2 separate regions of the Anser cygnoides genome follow, and region 2 is linked to region 1. A link is a contact called in public Hi-C data. All regions are on one chromosome and are shown on one strand. Each heading gives the region's core, a stretch centred on a gene start, on an enhancer-like site or on the middle of the called end of the contact. The rest is flanking DNA. Distances are from core to core; before and after follow the strand shown.

Region 1 (3,798 bases), core at 282-2,781:
CTCTGAAAGACAGGTATTCAAGGCTTTTACGCAGACCACAGCCTAACCTCCTCACCTGCCTATTCACACAAAATCCCCGAATCATTGAGTTAGTAATGCTTAACAACTGAGCCAGCTCACTAACCTCAGAAAACAGATTATAGCTAGATCTGCTCCTTACTGAGGACAAAGATTAGCCCATTGTGAAACAAAAAGCAAGTAGAAGTTGTCTGTTGGGCAGCGTCCTTCAGATAATTCCCTCAGACAAACTTACATATTTTCTTGCAACTCATTCCAGGCAGCAAACACACACAAAGAAAAACAGAACACATACACACAAAGAAAAAACCAACAACAGAACAACAACAACAACAAATAGACTTCTATAAAATTTCCAGATAAAGAATCTAAAAATCCCCTTCTTCAGCTCACATACTTGACTACATGGAGATTCTTAGCAAGGGCATGATAATACCAAAGCAGGGCCACAGCTCACCTAGGCTACACTGATTTTAAGTGCTCAGTTAATTAAGTGCTCAGTTTCAATTTAATCAATCTGCTAATTTTGATTCCCAAAGCTTGCATGTGTGAACAAAGCCCAGCTATGCCCCGAGTGGTCCCCCAACCACTGGCACCCCAGCCATTGTCCACCCAGCACCGACAGCCTCACTGACGGGCATCTCTGAGGACCTTTTTCTTTAGGGGGAGCTCTAACGTTGTATCATCTAAAACATTTTTACTATATGGCTAGCGTTGCAGTTGATAAATGAAGACATTTTAAAACCATCTCAAAAACTTAATTCTCTGGTGTTAGTGCCGAGGTAGAGGATGTCACAAAACCACCCCAACGTTTGCCAAAGCTTCCCTCACTGGCTTGTTTGTGGGGTTCTGAGGCGCTCTGCCACCTCAGCCCAACCTCAAGCTCCAGCAAGAAGATCTCAAAGTCTGCAGGACTCTTTTTAGGATTTCCAAATTTCTAGGTGTCTGCCTTAGGACGCCTGGCAGGAATCCCTTCAATGTTCCAGCTAAAATCTCAGCAACATTTCTTCCCTAAGCCTACTTTTTCCACATGGAAAGAAAAAAAACAAAAGGTGCAAACACTCCCCAACGAAAGACTCAGAAGATTTAGGAAACATTTGTTATTTCTATTACTAAAGCAGCTACCCTGACCGGACCGGAGGCAGCCCAGGGGCAGAACGCAGCTTACTTTCCCCCCCTTGCCTCCCCCCCCCCCCAACCCCACTCGTTCCAGGGGGAAGCGGTACCTGGCCCCGGCCTCCAGCTGGGCGCAGAGGCCGGGCTCCAGCTGCAGCAGGCAGCACTCCCCGGCGCCGGCCGCCCCCGGCCCGAAGCTGAGGCACTGCGCGGCCGGCAGCAGCTCGGCGGGGCTCAGCTTGGCGGTGCGCAGCGTTGCCTCCACCTCCTCCCGGCTCCGCATGGCGGCCGCCCGCCCGCCCGCCCGCCCGCGCTCGCAGCGGCGAGAGGCGGGAAGCAGCCGGCGCCGTGCGCCCGGTGGTTTGATGCTGTGGTTGTGGCTGAACTGCGTCCGGAGCGATCGGCGGGGCGGGCGGGTCTGAAGGGAAGTCACCTCAACCCACCCAGTATCCTGACTGGTTGCAATAAAATCTCTCTCTATGCCTATAAAATGTCATAAAAATGCATAAAATGTCCTATTTTACCACAGTGTCCGAGGGAAGGCTCGATTCTGTGGGGGAGCAGCTGCCCCGTGGCTCGTTGTCACCCACTCGTGCTCCTTCCCTCATGCTGTGGGGTCTGGTAGCTTGCTGAGGGCAAGCACCCAGTTCTCCTGTGGCCAAGTTGTCCCTCAGGGAAGACCATGACACGCCAAGTTCAGCTCGTGTAACCCTTGTGATTTAAGGTCCAGCTGTGTTTCATGTAGCACGAAGAAAAACCTTAAAGTGTAAGAAAAAAAAAAAAAAAGGGTCAGGAGACAGCTGTTCACCAACACTGGGAACCGGTCCTCTCTGTGGAGCAGCAGAGGCTGACACGTCTCCGCCTGGTCCTTCTGGGCTCAGTGAGGTGTTGCTGCAGGGCATGTTAACGCTGGGCCTGGCAGTGTGCCTCTCCTCACTGGCATTGTGTCCATTAGCTAACTGACTGCTTCACAGAATCACAGAATGGCCGAGGTTGGCAGGGACCTCTGAAGATCATCTGGTCGAACCCCCCTGCCGAGCAGGATCGCCTAGAGCACGTTGTACAGGATGGCATCCAGGCAGGTTTGGGATATCTCCAGAGAAGGAGACTCCACAACCTCACTGGGCAGTCGTTCCAGTGCTCTGTCACCCTCCCAGTGAAGAACTGCCCCCTCACATTCAGCTGGAAATTGTACTCCTTTGTAATCCTGTGTACTCCTACTTTGCATGTTTCTGCCTGCAGAGACTCGCTTTGCTCAGAAAAATTCTGAACCAAATGACCCAGACAATGGGAGAGAGCAAATAGGTTGGGTACACAGCTGGCAGGTATTAATGACTGCTACACGTGACAGAGTTGGACATTGTCTGCCTTCAGAAGGTCCCTTGCTTGAGTAGTGCCAGGGAATTGGGCTTGGAGAAAACTTGCACTGAAATAGCGAGGGAGCTACCTCTATCACCAGCATTGTTGCTCATTCACAAACTCAGCCATCTATCATATTTTCATGCTATATTTCAGGGGACCATGGTAGTCAAGTCATTGTGTACATATAAAACCTGAGGCACTTTAGCTTACGTTGGTTTCTAGTAATGCGTAGGTGCAAGCTGGTATGTGTACAGTCTTACTTCAGTTTCATAGAATCACAGAATGGTTTGGGTTGGAAGGGACCTCAAAGACCACCCAGTTCCAACCCCCTGCCAGGGGCAGGGATGCCACCCACTGGATCAGGTTGCTCAGGGCCTCATCCAACCTGGTCTTGAACACCTCCAGGGATGGGGCATCCACAACCTCTCTGGGCAACCTGGTCTAGTGCCTCACCACCCTCTGATTGAAGAATTTCCTCCAAACCTCTAATCTAAATCTCCCCCATTACATCTTGCTTCAGTATAAGTCTGTTCTTACACACCTCTAAGCTAAACCAGAAAATCACTGTTCTACCACGTAAATGCTCACACAGTCACTAACTGTTTAAATAGCTGTTCAGTTAAGTTGGTTTTAATTTATACCTTAATCTGTGTAATTTTTTCAATTAACTTGCATGCCCATTTCTTCTTCTTTTTACTTTCCACTCTGTGGAATAATAATAATAATAATAATAATAATAATAATAATAAAGATTCAAGAGAAATCAAGGAACTGAATCTAACATACAAATTTATGGAGTTTGCATATTTGAATTACAAACATTTTTTTTTTTAAGTTTGAACTCCTAAAGTTCATTTCTTGAAACAAAGATGAATCAGCTAATGAATGTGGATTGCAGAGAGAATGAGGAGACACTGAACAGTCAATGTTGCTGTCAATTGATAAGAAAATGCACATTATGCTAAGGGAGCTTGGTAGGATCCTGAAATTATTTTATAACAGTCCTGTGGGATTATTGACTTGCTCTGGAGTTGCTGCAGCTTAAATGAGTGCTATTTTCAGTTTGAGGTGTTATGGTGAGCTGAAACTGTCAAGATCCAGGAGCATGGAACATATGGCCAGATGATCTTGAAGGTCTTTCCCAACCTTAATGATTTTATGATTATGATATTACAAGCAGAGGTGAGACTCACCTGTAGCAGAATGGAAGAGTTGAGGAAGCTATTAATTCACCTATCATCACTACCTTTACTGATCACCAGTTCACATCAGTCCCCCAACAGTGCACAGCTGAGGCTTTAA
Region 2 (4,353 bases), core at 1,799-4,298, 270 kb after region 1:
TCTGTCACCTGCACAGCACAAAAGTGCTTCCCGATGTTCAGAGGAAGCCTCCTGTGTGCCAGTTTGTGCCTCCTGCCTCATGCAGACAGGACTTCTTTGCACATTGCCCAGAATGAAGAACTGCTCCAAGACGCTGTGGTGCCGTACGACTACTGAAGAGTAGCATTCAGAAAAATCTAATCAAGAATCATATCAGTGTTTCATTACACGCACTGTGAATTGAATTTTTGTTTAAAATCATTACAAAAAACAACACATTTCAAACTTTAAAAAAAAAAAAAAACTAAACCCCAATATAATTCTGCTACCAAAAAAATGAATAATGAATTAATAACAAGCTTTATATGGATTGGTAAAGACAATGACCTAAGACTGTGTGGAGTAATATAAAGGCAAAACACAGGAAGGGAAATCAAACCTTTTATAGTTTACAAGAAACTGAAAAACGCAACCTTGTAAAAAGCCCTGTTTTTTAAAAATGAAATCAAAAGAAAAAAAATGCTTCCGTGTACTGCAATACTCACTTAGTGCATGATAAATAGGTTTATGCCTGCCTTCAAGTCTGATTACAGTTGCAGCTGCGATTTTTCCTGGTGGTTGCATCTTCGCGTCTAAGAGATACCAAGCTCTGGCAAAAGTAGCCCATTGCTAAAGAGAAAGAGAAGTGGTACTTAATACAGGAAAAGAACGCACTACCATAAACGAATCTAGCTGCTCTAATTTGATCGATGCGTTTTTTACACTTCAAGCACTATAAGAAATACTAATATTCAAAAACACCCCCCACCAAGTAATCATTAAAGGAATAGAAAACAGTTCTAGACATTGTATCATAGAATCATAGAATCATCAGGGTTGTAAAAGACCTCCAAGACCACCTGGTCCAACTATCCCCCTACCACCAATGTCACACACTAAACCATGTCCCTAAGCACCACATCCAGCCTTGCCTTAAGCAACCCCAGGGATGGTGACACTACCACTTCCCTGGGCAACCCGTTCCAATGCCCAACTGCTCTTTCTGAGAAGAAATATCTCCTCATTTCCAACCTGAACCTCCCCTGGTGCAACTTGAGGCCATTACCTCTAGTCCTATAATTGTAGCATTGCATGGGGTTGTTGTAACCAAAGTGCAGGACCCAGCACTTAGCCATGCTGAACCTCATCCCACTGGCCTCTGCCCAACGACCCATCCTGTCCAGGTCCCTCTGCAGGGCCTTCCTACCCTCCGGCCGGTCAACACTTCCCCCCAGCTTGGTGTCACCTGCAGACTTACTGAGGGTGCGCTCAATCTCCTCATCCAAATCATCAATAAAAATATTAAAGAGGATGGGCCCCAACACCGACCCCAGGGGAACACCACTGGTGACCAGTTGCCAGCTGGATTTCACTCCGTTCACCACCACTCTCTGGGCCCAGCCATCCCGCCAGTTTTTAACCCAGCAAAGCGTGTACCTGTCCAAGCCATGGGCTGCCAGCTTCTCTAGGAGAATACTACGGGAGACTGTGTCAAAGACCTTGCTGAAGTCTAGGTAGACTACGTCAACAGCCTTCCCACATCCACTGGGCGGGTCACCCGGTCATAGAAGGAGATGAGGTTGGTCAGGCGGGACTTGCCTTTCAGGAATCCATGCTGACTGAGCCTGATCCCCCATTTGTCCCGCATACATTACACGATTGCACTCAAGATGACCTGTTCCATCACCTTTCCTGGCACCGAGGTCAGGCTGACAAGCCTGTAGTTCCCCGGGCTCTCCTTACGACCCTTCTTATAGATGGGTGTCACATTAGCACATCTCCAGTCATACAGAACCTCTCTGGATGACCATGACCGCTGATAGATGATGGAAAGCGGCCCAGCAATCACGTCCGCCAGCTCCCTCAGCACCCTCGGGTGGATGCCATCTGGCCCTATGGACCTGTGACAGTCCAGGTGGAGCAGCAGGTCTCTAACTGCTTCCACGTGAACTGGGGGGAGTCAGCGGGGGAGATCTGCTCTCCATCCCAGACTTCCAGGTTGGGAGGCTGAATACCCCGAGGATAAGTGCTCTGGCTAGTAAAGACAGATGCAAAGAAGGCATTGAGAACCTCAGCCTTTTCCTTATCCTCAGTAGTCACGTTCCCCCCTGCGTTCAGTAAAGGATGGAGATTCTCCTTGGCCCTCCTCTTGCCATTAATATATTTATAAAAGCATTTTTTGTTATCCTTGACCATAGTGGCCAGGTTGAGCTCGTGCTGGGCTTTGGACTTCCTGATTTTTTATTCTCTGCATATGCTGGCAACTGCCTTGTACCCTACCTGAGTTGTCTGCCCCTTCTTCCACCAGACATAAACTCTTTTTTTTTCTCCCAGACACACAGCAAAAGTTCCCTGTTCAGCTATGCCGGTCTTCTTCCCCACCGGCTCATCATACGGGGACAGACTGTTCCTGAGTCTTTAAGACCTCCTGTGCTGCACTTGCTGCTTGAAGTGGTTCATCGAATGGTTTGGGACTGAAGGGACCTTAAAGCCCACCCAGTTCCAACTCCCCTGCCATGGGCAGGGACACCTCCCCCCAGCCCAGGCTGCCCAAAGCCCCATCCAGCCTGGTCTTGAACACCTCCAGGGATAGGGTACCCACAGCGTCTCTGGGCTGCCTGAGAAACACCTAAATACGCTTCTGTGCCTACTAACAACCCTAGCCGCCTTCAGCGGGCAGCCTTTTCCCTCTCAGCCCCCTTTCCTTCCCCAGCAGTCCCACAGCGGGCACTGCCTGTTCCCTCCAGCATCAACCACGACGAGGGGCCGGCCGCGGGGCAGCAGAGCAGTGCCCGGCCATGGCACCCCCTCACCCTCACAAAATGGCGGCCGCCAGCAGCCCGCCGTGACACGGAGGACAGCGCCCACCGCGGTATCCCCTCGCCCAAAGGGCCAGCCCCGCGCTCACCTGGGCAGCCTTGGTGTAACTGGCCATGGCCGCTGCGGCTCAAGGGGAAGGGAAGCGGAGCCCATCGGCGGCGGCCGCCCCGGGAAGCGGAAACGTCGCCCTGCGAGGGGCGGTGCAGGGGCGGGTAGCGCGGGCTGCTCGGAGCCCTGATGGTGGTGGCGGCTCCGTCTCCCTCTCCCTGCCCGTCCTCGGCCGGCCATGGACCGCTACGTGCTGCTCCTCAGCTGGGGAGAGCGCAGGGCTGAGGGCGGTGGGGAGCCCGGAGCAGGTATCGCTGCATCGGGGGGGCGATGCTGAAGAGGGGCTGCCGCCGAGGAGGGGGGGACGCGGGGCACGGCACGAAGCGGGAGCCGCCGCCGTGAGGGCTGGAGACCGGGAATTACCCGCGGTGTGGCTTTCCTAGGGCACGTAGGTGGACTGTGTCTCCTAGAGATGTGATCCTTGAGTTCTTGTGCTTTCACCCGGTTAATCGATGCCCCTGCCTCAAACGTCTCTGGGGTTGTTCTCGAAGGCTTTTTCTTTATGTTTTTTGGTCTGGGGTCTGTGCGCAGGTGGGTTTTCAGGATTATTACCTTGATAAAAATCTTTCAGAACAGAAGACTTTAATGAATTAAGCCTTCAGAAACTTAGATTATTTGAGTTTTGTTACAACGCTGATGTTAGCTAACTAGAAGATTTCAGAGATATCACAGGAGGGTTGAGGCTGGCAGGGCCCTCTGGGGTCCATCTGGTCCCACCCCAGCTCAAGCAGGGACACCCAGAGCAAGGTGCCCAGGTCCACGTCCAGGTGGCTTTTGAAGATCACTAAGGTGGAGACACCACTGCCTCTCTGAGCAACCTGTGTCAGTGCTTGGTCACCTGCACAGCACAGAAGTGCTTCCTGATGTTCAGAGGAACCTCCGGTGTTCCAGTTCATGCCCAATGCCTCTTGTCCTGGCACTGGGCACCACTGAAAAGAGCCTGAGTCTGTCCTCTTTGCACCCTGCCTTCAGCTACTGATATATGGTGATAAGATCTTCCCATAGCCTTTTCTTCTCTAGGTTGAATGGTCCCAGCTGTCTCAGCCTTTCCTTGTAGAAGAGGTGCTCTAGTCCCCTGATCATCTTTGTGCTCCTCCGCTGGATTTTTCCCAGCATGTCCAGGTCTCTGTTGTACTGGGGAGCACTGATCTGGTCACAGCAGTCCTGGTGCAACCTCACCAATGCTGATCACCTCTCTTGACTTGCTGATGATACTTGCCTAGCGCAACCAAGAATACCATTAGCGTTCTTAGCTGCAAAGGCACGCTGCTGGCTCATGGTCAACACAGTGTCCACCAAGACCCTCAGGACCTTTTCTGCCCCCAGCATGTACAGGTGTCCGGGGTTGTTCCTCCCTGGGTGTAGGACTTCGCACTTCTTGCTGAACCTCATGAGGTTCTTGTCAGC

What was found. A called contact is a pair of places that touch in the nucleus more often than the background predicts.
Region 2: a contact with region 1 is called in a Hi-C map of liver, with 1.7 times the contacts expected there. The contact joins the promoter of MTBP here to the promoter of DSCC1 in region 1. A contact is called at or near these places in 2 of 7 Hi-C or Micro-C datasets (granulosa cells and liver).

What each region holds. Positions count from the first base shown.
Region 1 is chr2:149,967,281-149,971,078 of Taihu_goose_T2T_genome, forward strand. DSCC1 (DNA replication and sister chromatid cohesion 1) reads right to left here and starts at 1,532. Exons shown (of 9, transcript XM_066990700.1): 1 at 1,245-1,532. The coding sequence starts at 1,417.
Region 2 is chr2:150,240,037-150,244,389 of Taihu_goose_T2T_genome, forward strand. MTBP (MDM2 binding protein) reads left to right here and starts at 3,049. Exons shown (of 22, transcript XM_048048879.2): 1 at 3,049-3,194. The coding sequence starts at 3,125. It overlaps MRPL13 (mitochondrial ribosomal protein L13), which reads right to left and starts at 3,067. Exons shown (of 7, transcript XM_048048899.2): 1 at 2,927-3,067; 2 at 525-648. The coding sequence starts at 2,953.